Regions from separate parts of the Mus musculus genome. Here region 2 is linked to region 1. A link is a contact called in public Hi-C data. All regions are on one chromosome and are shown on one strand. Each heading gives the region's core, a stretch centred on a gene start, on an enhancer-like site or on the middle of the called end of the contact. The rest is flanking DNA. Distances are from core to core; before and after follow the strand shown. Region 1 holds the start of Diablo (diablo, IAP-binding mitochondrial protein). Region 2 overlaps Wdr66 (WD repeat domain 66).

Region 1 (7,447 bases), core at 1,931-4,430:
CCAATTCCTGGCTGTTATAAATAAAGCTGCTATGAACATAGTTGAGCAAGTGTCCCTTTGATAGGATGGAGTGTCCTTTGGGTATTTGCCCAGGAATGGTATAGTTGGGTCTTGTGGTAGATTGATTTCCAATTTTTTGAGAAACCGTATTGACTTCCTAAGTGCCTTCCAGGTTTGCGCTCCCACCAGCAGTGGAGGAGTGCTCCCTTGCTCCTCATCCTCGCCAGCAGGAGCTGTCACTTATGTTTTTGATCATAGCCATTCTAAAAGGTGTAAGATGGACTCATTTCAATTTGCATTTCCCTGATGGCCAAAGATGCTGAACCTTTCTTTAATGCACAGGAAATTTGAAACAGCAAAATGAACTAAGTATCTGAAGCAAAGGAAAGAGGGGAATACAGACACAGTGTTGTCTCTAGGTTGTAAGTGGTACTTTCAGATCTGATGCATAGAGGACACCTTGCCAGACTGTGGAAGCAAAGGGCAGTATGGAAAAATTCTCATCATTTATAGATGGATTACAGTGAATTTTATGCCATGTTGTAGTTCTTTATTATTTATGTAGTGTGTGTGTATGTATAGTATGTTTATATATACATGCATGCATATATATACATATATATATACATACATACATACATACATACATACATACATACACACATTTACACTTGTAGAAACTAGAGGACAGCTTTCAAAGAGTTGGTTCTCTCCTTCCACCATTTGAGTCCTGAGGACTGAATCCAGGTCATCAAGCTTGAAAGCAGGCTCCTTTACCTACTGAGCCACCTTGTCGGCTCCCATGTCCTGTTTCTTAGCTTCAGTTAATCTATTGCTATAAAATACCCCAGCTTGCAGGTTTGCAGATTGCTATTAAATATAAGACACAGAACTGCCTTGAGGGATCGATCCATTTGAAGTGTGAGCGAGGAGGGAAGAGAGGCCTGTTTTGAACAACTTGGCCCTTTCATCTGTCACTCTGGTTATTGGGTGGTAGTATACATCCCGGCAGGCATCCTGTCCTTCTGGTGATGAGGCAGGACATGGAGCCCTTTAGTTGCCCAGGCCTCTGGGGGAGCAATTACTACTCCCTGGCTTCTTGAGCTGTGTGTAGATGTCCTGCCCCCGTTTTTGCCCAGACTTCGCCCAGGCAATAATTTGATAATAAGAGATCCTGATTACATTAAGCAGCCATTTGCTTCTGGATGATGATGTTATAAAAGGGTTGCCATCCACACTGCCTGCTTCTCAGAGGTCAATAATAGTCTTTATAATCGAGTACAAGCAGAAGGATGCGCTGTCTATTCCTGGTCACTTTTCCTTTGTTCCATCAGAACGGGAACATGTTCTGTGCTTTCCCAGCTGGCTCCTTCTGGGCCTCACCTTTGTCGTTGAATTTAGAAGTGGCTATACTGGGAAAGTGCCTGGGCACTGAGTTTGCAAACTGCTAAACTTTGTAAATTAGGATCACGTGCTCTGGGGCTATCATCTATGGTTCTCACACACACACATATTCATGTTCACACTTGTCGTTCTTAAAACAGCAGCTTTTCCATTACTAAGATAGTCTTGGTGAATGTGTAGTGGTTCTGCCAGATCCCAGACTTAACTGGGCTGCTCTCAGTATTAGCAGTATTGGAAGTACAGCCTGTCTGTAGTATTTAGACAAGCAAGACAAGAAGGGGCTTGAAATACCCCCTAGTGTACCACTTGTTCAGCCCATTTGAGTCAGAAGTCCTGGAAACTGCTGATGCCTCATCCTGTAGGCTGTGGAGGTAATGCAGGCAGAGGGCGGGCAGGGCTGTTAATGCCCCGCCTGGTCTGGCATTGCCTGTGCGCAGCTCCCTGGGAGCTCAGAAACCACACAGAGATTGTAATTGGTCGCTAGACCACACCTAGTTGTTGAGTGCTCCAGCTGCCTGAAGACCTCTCAGCTCTGCCCAGATCTCTGGAGTGCGTACAAGTCTACTTTCACCATACCTGAGAGCGGCTGTGGAAGCTGTGGAGGTGGAAGAGTCGTGGAAACTTTGCCAAGTAAGTAAATTGGGAAGAGTGGGAAACTAGAGGCTGCCATTGATGGTAACTGCTAGGCAAGGCAGCAATGAATTTGAGCTAGCTTGTGACTCTTAGCATCTGAGGTGAAATTAGCTAAGGGCAGATGCATAAAGCATATCAAGAAAGATATGAGTGAAATCGAGTTAGTACCCATCACTTGACACCCTTCAATTTTAATCCTGACTGGCTATTAGGCAAGCATACTGGGGGCACACACAAGAAAAAATCCTTAAAATCTATCATCGACAAGGCCAGGGGAATGACGGAGGGAATGAGCAATGTCCTGCTGCTTCCCCTCCACTATGAGACAGGGCCATAGACAGGGCTGCGGCTTGAGTGAAGGGAAAATAAAACTGTCTTCCACTAGCCCATTAGCGGCACCAGCTCCATTAAAAATGCAAGAGATGGTGGGAAGAGAGGGCGGTTGGAGCCTAATACAGAGTCAGGACTGGAAAAGACCAGGCTCCTTCCCTTGTCTGAGTTCAAGTGCCAGTGAGAGTGGGGGGCAACTACTGCTTTAGACTTTCAGTGTAGGGGAGAATAGCACTTTGGGCTTCCTTGGCCTTGGAAGAGTACTGTTCATTGCGTGCAGCCTGTGCGTGCTCAGGCTCCCGGTCTCTGCAGGGCGATGCAGACCTCGTCCACCATCCACGTGCTGCAGTTGCTGCGGGAGCTGCTCGCCTTCGTGCTCCTCAGCTACACTGTGCTCATCGGGGCGCTCCTGCTGGCCGGCTGGACCACCTACTTCTTGGTGCTGAAGTGACAGCGCCCCGGCCCCGCCCTGCTCCGCCCCGCCCCACCGCGCCTCGCCGTGGCTCCGAGCTTCCCCTCCCTGGCCACACAGTCTCCCTTTCCAGGAGCGGCCCCGCCTCGCCTCGCCCCCCAGCCCGCTGCCCGCGTCACGGCGCGCGACCCGGCTTCAGCACCCGTGCACTGGAGCCTGCGGGGACCGGCGACGAAGTCGGAGCGGTTGGAAGCCAGGTGCGACCGTTAGAGCGGTTTCCTGGTGTCCCGGCCCCGCCCACTCCGTTTGTCCAATCGCAACCGCGTCCTCCTCTGGGGGCGTGACCATGAAGCTCCGGGCTCCTTGGGCCCCGCCTCGCTTGCGCTTCTGCTTGCTATGCTGCGTCACTTCCGGCGCGTGCGTCCGGCGTCGGTCCGCCGCGGGATGGCGGCTCTGAGAAGTTGGGTGACTCGGAGCGTCTGCTCTCTGTTCAGGTACGGCCGCGGTAGCAGAGGGCGGGCGGCGGCGGAGAGGAACCGGGAGCGCCGTGCCGGCCAGTGCGTCGGCCCCGGGCCGTGGTGCTGCCGCGTCCCGCCTTCTTCTGAAGTTAGAGGCGGGCCCCCGCCTTCGTCCCTCGTCCTCCATCAGGGACGGGCGCCTGAAAGTGGTTCTCCTCCCACGCATCCCGGGGGCTGGCTTTGGGGGGTCCCCAGGGACACTGAGGGACAGCCGGGCCACGGCGTTGGCTGGCAGCGCATTGTTAGAGAGAGCACGGGTCCCCGTAAACTCGGCCACCGGCGACAGCGGCTCGCTCCCGGGATTTGCTGGAGGCGACCATTGGCGACACCTGGAACCCAGGTCCCGGGGTCTAAAGCTGAATCCTGCGCACTCCGGAGAGTTTTACGTTGGCGTCAAGTTGCTAATCGGCTGCGGCGACTTTGAAACTTCTCCGCCTGGCGGGACGCTTCCACGCGCATTGACCTGTCGCTCGTGGAACTCAGATCGCATGCCCCTGACTCCCGAGTGCCGAGACTTAACTGGCCGTCCTGTGGTTTATTTTCTTAGAAGATTGCGGGCACTTCCTCATTTAGTCTCATTTACTGCTTGGTCCAAAACTCCTGCAGACCACAGAGCCTTTTACAGATTGATTTTGGGCTTTTTAAATTTTGACTTATGTTTCCAGGTACAGACAGCGTTTTCCTGTCTTGGCTAACTCTAAGAAACGCTGTTTCTCAGAATTGATAAAACCATGGCACAAAACTGTGTTGACTGGATTTGGCATGACACTGTGTGCGGTTCCTATTGCTCAGGTAAGGGACTGTCATGTGACTATTATATATAGGGTAAAGGGGCCAGGGAAAGAACGCCCGGACCCTGACTTGCCCCAGAGACTATTTCCAAGTCTTAGTGAACTCCTGAGCATTGGACAAGCTGCCACACTTTCATAGGTACCCCCTTCCATGATGCCATGTACTGTACTAAACCCGCATCTTCCGAGTGGAGCACGTTTCCCATTTTCTCATGTTATAGAAACAGTGTTCTTAACAGATTCTGCCCCCACTCCACCACCCCTGAAACTGAGCATCAGTTGAACTGGGAAGTAGACCGTTATTCTTGTACCAAAATCGAAGGGGCTAAATTTTGCACATGTGCTGCTTAACCTTTGAGGGTCCTGAGGTTAAAAATGCATTGTAAAAGAACTGAAGTGGGGAGGGTAGGCAGAAACGGGAGGAATAGCCATGTGTTTCCCAGCAGCCATCAGGCAGCTCTCACCTTGTTGTAACTCCAGTTCCAGAGAATCTGACACTCTCACACAGACACACTTGGAGGCATGCATATAAAACACCATTCATATAAATTAAAAGTATGAACTACCACCTCCTGGCCTTTTTTTTAAAAAGCACCAAAAGTCCAGGAGGTGGTAGTACACACTTTTAATTCCAGCACTTGGGAGGCAGAGGCAGACAGTTCTTTATGAGTTCAAGGCCAGCCTGGTCTACAGAGTGAGTTCTAGGACAGCCAGGGCCATTACACAGAGAAGACCTGTGTCAGAAAAGAAACAAAGTCAGCTGGTGATGTAATGTGAAGAAAAATATGGTGCAGTGGTGTGAGACAGCTTGGAGAAAGCTGACTGAGTGGCCTGGGTGAGGGAGAGGCCTTCAGCAGAAGGGGTTCCTGGCAAGCCTAGAAGGTGTATTTTGTGTGGTATGCAGCAAAGCAAAGTGGGCGGGCTGGAGTGAGGTTGGAGAGATAACCAGGGCTCAAATACTGTGACTGATCCTTGTGGCTCATTGTGGGGCTTTGGATTTTCTCTGAAGGCCTTGAAGGATTTGTTCTTGGAATATTATGATCTGGCTAATGTTCCAGTTTGATGAGGTGATAGCTGGCAGGCAGCACATGAGTGAGGGAGAGCTGTTTCCCACTTGAATTACCATTTGCTGGGACAGAGGAGTGGGTCTCCATCGGAAGAAAGTTACATTTTAGAAATGTCAGTGAGCAGCTGATAGGAAAGTGATGGGTTTTGTTTTGTTTTGTTTTGTCACTGGCTGTGTGGTTTATGGAGAAGAGCTAAATTTTGGGTTGTGGCTGAGAGCATCAGAGGGCAGCTGCAAGAAGGGTTGTCCTGCTCAGCAGCCCAAGTGTCTTCTTAACAGCTGGGTCATCTTGCCAGCCCCCAAGGTTCTTTCTGCCCCCACCTTTGAAAAACCATGGGTTTATCCTCTTCATTTTCAGCTTTTTAAGTCCTGGTTACTAGTCAGTTGTGGGCCACAGGCCTAGAGCCGCTGCAGTCACTGTCCTGTGGTGTGGACCTGCCATCAGAACTCCATGACTCTATTATGTGCTACAGAGCTGTGTCTAGTTCTGCCTGCACTGTAGTAGCCTAGCCAGTTGTGTTGCTCTCATGCCAGCCAGGCCTGCCTGCCTTCCTTCCTCCCTCCCTCCCTCCCTCCCTCCCTCCCTCCCTCCCTCCCTCTCTCCCTCCCTCTCTCCCTTCCTTCCTTCCTTCCTTCCAAGGACCTTAGCTGTTCTAGTCCTAGCTTCTTCAGTACCAAGTCACATCTCATTAAAGTCTGAGTTCCGGGTCAACTGTCCTCTTTCTGGCTGCTAGAGAGATGTATGTTTTGATGTTTGCTGACATCTGTGTAGCACTATGTTGGGTCAGTAGAACATGAGAAAGCACAGGCTTGGGAGAAGATTTGCTTTGAGGTTTAACGATGTGTGATTTATAGGGAAAGTCACATGACTACCCTGTGCATAGATTTCATTGTCTGTAAAAGTAGTGATACCCACAGTGGAAATGGGTGGAAATACTTTGTAAAGTTAACGTTATTATCCTCAGGTTTTCCAGATGCTGCGTCAAAAGTTAGCTTCCCACTTAGCCTTAAAGAGACTTCACGTGCCAGGGTTTGGTATACCCAGGAGGGCCTCCACCCATGCAGAGAAGGGGGGTGATGGGGGGAGGATTGTGGGAGGGGGGCAGGGAGGGGAGCAATGATTGGGATATAAAGTGAATAAGTAAAAAAAATAAAATTAAAAAAAAAGTTTCCTGTGAGTAGAGCTGTCATTCTGGGTCACTCTTCAGGTAAGGTCTTGATTATTCGTGGGTCAGAAACCCGCTGATAGTCATGCTGCTTTTAACAGTTGCTCTGGGCTCTTATGCTCCACACAGCAAACCCAGACAGCAAGCAAAACAGCGAGGCGGTGTGACAGACACAGTGAGGCCTCCGTCTGTCGGGAAGCTAGGGCGAGGGATCGCTGCCCTTGTCAGGTTTCAGGGGGATCAAATTCCCATAATTCTATATAAGGTTTCATTGATATTTGTTCTTCCAAAGATCTTTCTTTTTTTTAAAGATTTATTTTATGTATATGAGTGTTCTATCTGCATATAGAGCCCGAATGTCAGAACAGTAGAGGGCATCAGATCATGTTTTAGATGGTTGTGAGCCTCCTTGTTGGGAACTCAACTCAGGACCTCTGGAAGAACAGACAGTGGTCTTATCTGCTGAGCCATCTCTCCAGCCCCAATATATTTGAGTTTTTGAGACAGGGTTTCTCAGTGTAGCCCTGGCTATCTAGGAATCACTCTGTAGACCTGCCTGTGCCTCCAGAGTGCTGGGATTAGTAAACATCTTTATATTTTCAGCATCTAACACCAAGATAGCAAGTGAATTGTAACTTCATAGATTAGTTATGTTGTATAAGGAAATTTGTTCTCTGGGACAGACAATGAATGTAGAGAGACTTCACTCTGAGCTATGTTCCTGTGGTTCCTTAAGTTATCAAAGCCTAAGAATAGTTCCCCAAAGAAATATAAATCGGGGTGTCTTCTGACACCATGGAGTGTTCATCTTGAGCTTTCTGCTGGTTGGCAGCTGAGTGTTTGTCTTTCAGAAATCGGAGCCTCAGTCTCTCAGTAACGAAGCATTGATGAGGAGGGCTGTGTCTTTGGTAACAGATAGCACCTCTACCTTTCTGTCTCAAACCACCTACGCGCTGATTGAAGCAATCACCGAGTATACTAAGGTAGGTCTCACTTTGTGCAGTCTTTATTTTCTTTCAATGTTGCCATAGAATCCAGAGGTTTATGGGTGCCGGCCTACAACCCTCATTGATTTGCTGATCCAGTAGTTTGCAAGCTCTGGCTTGTAATCACGTCTGGTCTAAATG
Region 2 (7,447 bases), core at 2,593-5,092, 210 kb after region 1:
CCCCAGTCTCAGTTCATCCCATGGTCATCAACAGTGCAGCTCTGGCATAATGGCAGACACATAGGGCACAGAAATGGGATTGAGAGCATGGAAAGAGGACTGGAGAGATGGCTCAGTGGTTAGGAGCACTGGCTGCTCTTGCAGAAGACCAGGGTTCTATTCCAGCATCCACATTCGGCAGCTCACAACCATCTGTCATTCCAGATTCAGGGGACCCAATGCCCTCTTCTGGCCTCTATGAACACACATACACTCACAAATAAAAAATTAGAATAAACTTTAAATATTTCTAATTACATTCATTTGTGTGTCTTACACACATACACACACACACACACACACACACACCTTTGTGCGTATTTGGAGGCCATGGGGATAACTTACTGGTGTTAAATATGGATCCTGGATATTGAATTTTGCTTATCAGATTTGCCAGCAAGCACCCTTGCCCACTGATCTATCTTGCCAGCCCCAGATATTTTGTTGTTCATAATTTTCACTTTTATTTATTTAATTATTTTATTTTTTTGAGACGGGAGGTCTCACTGAATATCCCTGGCTGGCCCAGAATTCACTCTGTAGTCCAGGTTGACCTGAAACTCACAGAGATCCACCTGCCTCTGCCTCCAGAGTACTAAGATTAAAGACGTGGGTTGTTACGTCTGACTTAGTTTAGATTTTTGCTGACCTAACCTGCAATCCAACTGCCTCAAGCAAGCAACTAATTTCCTTCTGAAGCTGCCAATTCAAAGGAGAAAATCAGCAGCGCCCCCCCCCCCCATTTCCTCCGGTGCCCCTCTCCTCAGACCCCGGGGACCTCACACTGAGTGGAAACAGTATCTGAATTTTCTGTTTCTCCCTACCTCACTGGCGGATACAGTTTTGTTACTCGAGCCTGTGTCTCTAAGCCAGCGGTTATTTACTTTCACTTTAAAGATACTTAACCACTAGATTGTTGAAAACCTGTTGCTTTCAAGCTGTTCCCAGCTGCAGTTAACAGCCTTGGGGGAGGGGAGCCATCATTTCCATTCTTTTGCATGCAGAATTCTGCAGCTTAGATACACTCAGTCAGGTTGGAGAAGAAAGGGAGGTGTGACCCGCTTCCCCTATGTGTGAAGGAAAACCTGCTGGCTGGATGCTGGCAGCCCCAGCTCTTGGGAAACAGCACTATTGGTTCCGAGGAAGTGTGACTGAAACTGTGGACACGCTGTATGTGAGGATACTGTTTTATAGTTAGCATGTACACTTGACACAATTGCATGATGGTGCATTAGATTATACATGAATTTTATACATATTAAAAACCACTATCATATTAACATGCTATGCTATATAATTTTAATACTACAAGGCATGCCATGTATGTGCACTCTGTATGTTCTTGGTGCCAGAGGGAACCAGAAAGGGGTGTTAGGTCCCCTAGAACTGTAGTTACTAATGGCTGTGAATCGCCCTGTGGGTGCTGGGAACTGAACCTGGGTCTTCTTTTACTGCAAGCTCCTAACCTCTCATACTGGGGCTGGTGAGATAATCATTGGCTAAGAGCACTGGCTGCTCTTGCAGAGGACCCAGGTTTGATTCCAACCACCCACATGGCGGCTCACAACTCCAGTTATTGGGGATCTGATTCCCTTTTCCCGCCCTCTGTGGACACCAGAAACACAGGAAGTATACAAATACACATGCCAGGCAGTGGTGGCACACACATGCCATTGATCTCAGCACTTGGGAAGCAGAGGCAGGCGGATTTCTGAATTCGAGGCCAGCCTGGCCTACAGAGTGAGTTCCAGGACAGCCAGGACTACACAGAGAAACCCTGCCTCAAAAAACCAAAATAAAACAAAACACACATGCGTGTAAGACACTCATATACACACTTTTAAAAAATGATAAAATGTTAACTCAATGTTTAACAGTTAAGATATATACACACCACTACTTGGTAATAGATCTTCAAATTCTTTTTTCTTTGTGTAGTCCTGGATGTACTAGAACTCGCTCTGCTGGCCTCAAACTCAGAGATCCCCCTGCCTCTGCCTTCCGTGCTGGGGTTAGAGGTGTGTGCAAGCATCTGGCCTGTCTTCAAATTCTAACACTGCCATTGTCTGTGTATGGGATCTGTGGTGCATCACGTAATATTCCTTATGGTCAATGTTCTTGAGAGAGGGGGCATAGTATGTATATGTACTGGGGCAGTTTTTACTTTTTTTATTTTTATTTTTTTGGTTTTTTGAGACAGGGTTTCTCTGTGTAGCCCTGGCTGTTCTGGAACTCACTCTGTAGACCACGCTGGCCTCGAACTCAGAAATCTGCCTGCCTCTGCCTCCCAAGTGCTGGGACTAAAGGCGTGCGCCATCACTGCCCCGCAGTTTTTGCTTTGTTTAGTCTGGCTTTTATTTTCGTGAACTGTTGTTTGAGGCAGATCTCACATAGCCTGTACTGACCTCAGACTTGCTATGCAGTTGAGGATGTCCGCGAACCTCTGATCTCATTGACATATGTTGGCGTGCTTGGTTTATGTGGGGCTGGGGATCGAACCCAGGCCTTCCTGCATGCTGGGTAAGCACTCTGCCGTCTCAGCTACATCCCTAGCCTGCACTAGGTTCTTTTAAAGCACACAAGTGCCTGCCCAGAGTAGGGACTCAACCGACAGTAATTATACTGCGATTGTTTTTTCTCTATGTGCTTTCTAATTAGAATTTGTGTAATTACAATATAAATTATAATTCTATGCTAATGACATACGATCAACTTTATAAGTAATAAGTATATAAATTACAATACATATACATTACCGACATAATGTATGATTTAACTCAATTCCTCAGTAGGGGCCTATGATGACAAAGGGAATTGACATGTCTGCATTATTCATACCCAGAGAGTCCCAAGATCTCAGTGAGCGTTCTCAGCACAAACCTAGGATCCCTGCTTGGGCTGGAGAGATGGCTCAGCGGGTAAAGGGGCTTGTGGCACACGCCTGGCTCCTTCAGTTCAATCCCCGGTGAGACGCTGCCTCCTGAGAGCCTTCCCCTGACCTCCACACACACATATCGCACGACACACACAAGATAATAATGCTAAGTGAGAAGTCAGCAGCTTGGTATCCCTGGCAACTCCTGGCTGAGCCTATTTGTAGGCATGACAGAGACAGATTCTGCAGCATGTCTAACTGTGGGGATGGATGTGGTCCTCCCGGTGCCTTCTGAATGCCCCGGTGTGAAGGTGACTCTAGAGAGGCCAGGATGCTCAGCCTGGAATGTTCTGCTTGTCTGCAGCCGGGCTAAGTACAGTATCCGCTGAGGCTATGGTCCATTTTATCCACCTGAAGAGTTTTCATAGTTCTGAGGGCAGCTTCTTGCGCCCAGAGATCCCGCTTTTATTAGTTGGGGGGGGGGCATGCTATTTAAAAGTTCCCCAGGTGATTTCATGTGTGGCTGGGGTTGAGAAGCCTGGCTTTTAAGGCCACAGTTCTCAAACTGCTCAGGCTGGGGGTGTGTGTGTGTGGGGGGGAACGGCCCTGAGGGCTTGTTAACAGGGGGGATTCCAACTCAGTGAGTCTGGGGTTGGGAGGGTAGACTATGCTTAGTTTACAATTCCCCAGGAGGCTCTACACTTAGAACCAGTGTTTCTTGACTGGGGGGCGAGGGTGGAGGGAGGCGGGGGGGGGGGGTGGGGAGGCTCACAGAGGTGACATTCATGCAGAAAAGAGTTAGCTCCTAGCCTGTGGCTTTCTACAGAGCAAGGGCAGGTGGCAGCTGCAGGCCAGCAGATGAGCCAGTTGTTTGGGTTTGCATCTGTTCCCCTGGGAAGCAGCAGGGCGGCCGCTCTCAGCTCTGCTGCCTCCCCTCAGCCTCCGCAGCCTGGTGTAGACAGAGCCTGACCTCAGAGTTCCTCAGAGAGACATGAATGAGGCGTGAGTGAAAGGAGGAAGGCAGACAGCGATGGGAGAAGAATTCATCTTAAAATTCACAAAAGCGGGACTGAAGAGGTCGCTCAGTTAGCAGTGTGTGCTGCTCTTATAGGGGACCCAAGGTCAGTTTCTAGGACCATGTGGGGCATCTCACAACTGTCAGTGACCCCAGCTATTCAAAGCACTTAACACCCTCTTTTGGCTTCTGAGGGTGTGTGTGTGTGCGCACACACACACACACACACTTAAAAATCAGTTGGACTTGGTGGCACAGGCCTTTAATCCCAGCACCTAGAAGGCAGAGGCAGGAGGATCTCTGTGAGTTTCTGGCCAGCCTGATCTACAGAGTGAGTTTCAGGATAGCTAGAGATAATTAGTAAGATACCATGTCCAAAAGAGAGAGAAAGAGAAAGAGGGAGAGAGAGAGAGAGAGAGAGAAAGAAAAGAGAGAGAGAGAGAGAGAAAGGAAGGAAGGAAGAAAGGAAAGAAAGAAAGAAAGGAAGGAAGGAAGGAAGAAAGAAAGGAAGAAAAGAAAAGAAAAAAAAAAGAAAAGAAGAGGAAGAAAAGAAAGAAAGGAAGAAAGAAAAAGAGTCACAAAAGCCTTATTTGGAGGAACGACCAGTAGTTCACATGGCTCGGCTCCTAGTACTGACCCAGCTCTGCTTTGTTTGACATAGAATATTTTATTCAATGATTTCTCACCTGGCCAATCATTTTAAACATCTGGACAGACAGACAACATGCTGTCCCTTGCTGGTGTTGCTGCCCCAGGCCCTGAAACACAAGGGTGACCTGTTCTTGGTGGCCTGCGTTCCTCCTGCAGAACCATTTTCCTTCAGCCCATCACTGAACCCCAAAGGCCTTTTGGTTTGCTGTCGTCCCTGTTGGCAGCCACAGGAAGCCCCTGGGGGATTTTGAGTCGTGTTTTATAATTTTTATAAGCTCCCTAGTAAGTGGAGAGGACCCTGATCCACTTGAACTGGGGCCATGCCCGGGTTTTTTTTTTTTTGGTTTTGTTTTGTTTTGTTTTTTTCTTCCCCCCTCCCCCCGAAGGCGGCTCTGGGTGGCCCACGTGTTTCCTTCTGTGAGTGTCACAGCCTCACCAGGCTGGAGGACTCTTCATACCTCTCAGTACTCCCTCCACCCTCATCCTGTCCCATAAAACTCCCTGGAACATCCTCGACCTACGGAAGTCAGTCCTCCTCCCCGTCACCCAGGCCCTGTGCCCTCTCCCAGTTGTCCACTCCATTGTTTTCTCACTGATGCGGGCAGGAATGGAGTGCGCTGGAGAGGGTGATCCACAGGCAGATTCTCCACACAGCTGTGTTTGGAGACTCTCTGAGCCTTGCTGCTGCTTGTGCCTGCTCTTAAAACCACAAAGCAGTCTCCTCTCCTCCTGGGGACACGTCCCCCTAAGACCTCAACAGATGCTGGAATAGACATCACCGAGAGTCCTAACCTTTAATAACCATTTCTCTTTTACAGAAAGGACCTCATAAGTAGCCCAGGCTAGCCTCAAAACTCTATAGGTAACTGGAAATAACCTTGAACTTCTGACCCTTCTGCCCCCACCCCCCTACCCCTGCTCCTGCATGTCCTGTCCTGGGAGGACCGGGTGCCATGAGCCTAGTTCCCAGGGCTGCACTTTCTTCTTCTTTTTAAATAATAGGAGGTGCTTTCCCTGCAGAAAGACTAAAGCTTATTCACTAGGACATATAATAGCACAAGTACAAACGTCCTCATCACAATCCATGGGGAGGAGATTTGTCCTTACCACAGGTTTCAGAACACTACTTTTGGCTCGTTGTTATTGTCACTGTTTGGGGGGAGGGGGGTGCCCAGCTTACGGTATCACTCGTGCTCAGTGGGCACTCTGCCCAACCCTTTTTTCTTCCCTTATAAAGCAGAGAATGTTTACCTTTCCAGAATAAAAGAAGCCCTTAACGGCTTCTGTGGCAGGGCCACCTCTCGGCAGCACTGTGTCCCCACTGTAGAGCCTTTCAGTAACTTGAGGGTGACAGATTACACTATGCGACATGTATCAGGCAACAGACACAGACACTAGGTGACTAATGGGGGAGTGTGTATAGCCCACGTACTTGTAAAGGTTTTAAAGAGACTATCCTGACTGAGTGCCAAGACCTGTAACTGTTGCCGAGGCCGTGGGAGCAGGTGATAGGTGCCTACCACTCTCAGACATTCTGATCAGTTCCCGGGCACCCGAAGTACCCAGATGGATGCTGGTTCCAGTTAAGAAATAACAGGGATGGACATTCACCCCACAGACAGATTTAAAACTCGCACCTAACAAGGCATTTCTGCTCCTTAGTACATACGCAGGAGAAATGGAAAGCTACGTACACAAGAACTGTGTAGGGATGTCTGGGACAGCATCGCTCGTGGGAGCGCCATGCTAGAGACAAGCCAAAAGGTCGCCAACCCCCGAATAGGCAAATAAAATGCAACAAATTCACTGAATAGAATATTCTTCAGCAATATTCCTGGAGATCAAAAAGATGGCTCAGCTGTTAGGAGCACGGAGGACCTGGACTCCAGTACCTCTATGGTGGCTGACAACCATCTAGAACTCTGCTTTCAGTAGATCTAATCTCCTCTTCTAAGCCCCATAGGCAACAAACATGCCCATGGTTCACAAGCATACCTGCAGGCAAAATATTCATTTGGGTAAATAAAACAAATAAATCAAAAAAAAATTTTTTTGAAAAGAAGAACCATTATCATCGCCATCATTATCAACACCATCACCATTGTCATTGTCACCATCACCATCATCATCACCATCAACAGCCTCATCATTATCATCAGGGCTGAGAGAAGGTTCAGCACTTAAAAGCAGTTGCTACTCTTTCAGAGAATGTGTGATGCTTGTCTTCTGACCTCTGTAAGCAACTGCACCCACGTGCATACACACACAGACACACACAAACACATAAGTAATTAAAAACTACAAACAAGAGGCAGGAGGATTGTCCGAGCAGTTAAGAACATTTCCTGTCCCTGCAGAGGATCCCTGGTCAGGTCCCAGCACCCGCACGGTGGCTCACAACCACCCATAACTCCAGTTCCAGGGAGTCTGATGCCCTCTGCTGACCTCTGAGGGCATGTGGGTAAAATACTCACACACATAAAAATAACTCAAAAATAAAAATTAAAAAAAAAAAAGATATTATCCAGGTTTGGTGGTGCACACCTTTAATCCCAGCACACTGGAAGCAGAGGCAGGCGGATCTCTGAGTTCTCAGAGGCCAGCCTGGTCTACGTCGTGGTTCCAGGACAGCTGGGGCTATGCAGAAAGACCTTGTCTCAAACAAACAAAGCAGTTAAAGCTTAGAAAAATAAGAATGGGGCTGGTGAGATGGCTCAGTGGGTTAGAGCACCCGACTGCTCTTCCGAAGGTCCAGAGTTCAAATCCCAGTAACCACATGGTGGCTCACAACCATCCGTAACGAGATCTGACTCCCTCTTCTGGTGTGTCTGAAGACAGCTACAATGTACTTACATATAATAAATAAA

The links. Hi-C and Micro-C count contacts between places; a contact is called where the count stands out from the background.
Region 2: a contact with region 1 is called in a Hi-C map of B cells, with 6 read pairs. The contact joins the enhancer-like site here to the promoter of Diablo in region 1. A contact is called at or near these places in 4 of 39 promoter capture datasets (liver, macrophages, pre-B cells and 1 more), 1 of 484 Hi-C or Micro-C datasets (B cells), 4 of 115 datasets of contacts at active chromatin or transcription factors (acute myeloid leukemia, bone marrow-derived macrophages, embryonic stem cells and 1 more) and 2 of 9 other capture datasets (macrophages and pancreatic islet).

Annotation. Positions count from the first base shown.
Region 1 is chr5:123,519,897-123,527,343 of GRCm38.p6, reverse strand. It overlaps Diablo (diablo, IAP-binding mitochondrial protein), which reads left to right and starts at 3,180. Exons shown (of 6, transcript NM_023232.3): 1 at 3,180-3,273; 2 at 3,963-4,089; 3 at 7,172-7,303. The coding sequence starts at 3,224. Mir7647 (microRNA 7647) reads left to right here and starts at 4,649; the gene lies at 4,649-4,707.
Region 2 is chr5:123,311,751-123,319,197 of GRCm38.p6, reverse strand. The region is part of intron 18 of Wdr66 (WD repeat domain 66); the gene reads right to left. Among named protein-coding and RNA genes, the nearest start is that of Bcl7a, 29 kb to the left of the region's middle. Within about 2 kb of position 3,842, at least 62 of the 459 cell types and tissues checked have an H3K27ac peak or open chromatin away from gene starts, as enhancers often do. A contact at or near this core is called in B cells and pre-B cells, where this site is marked.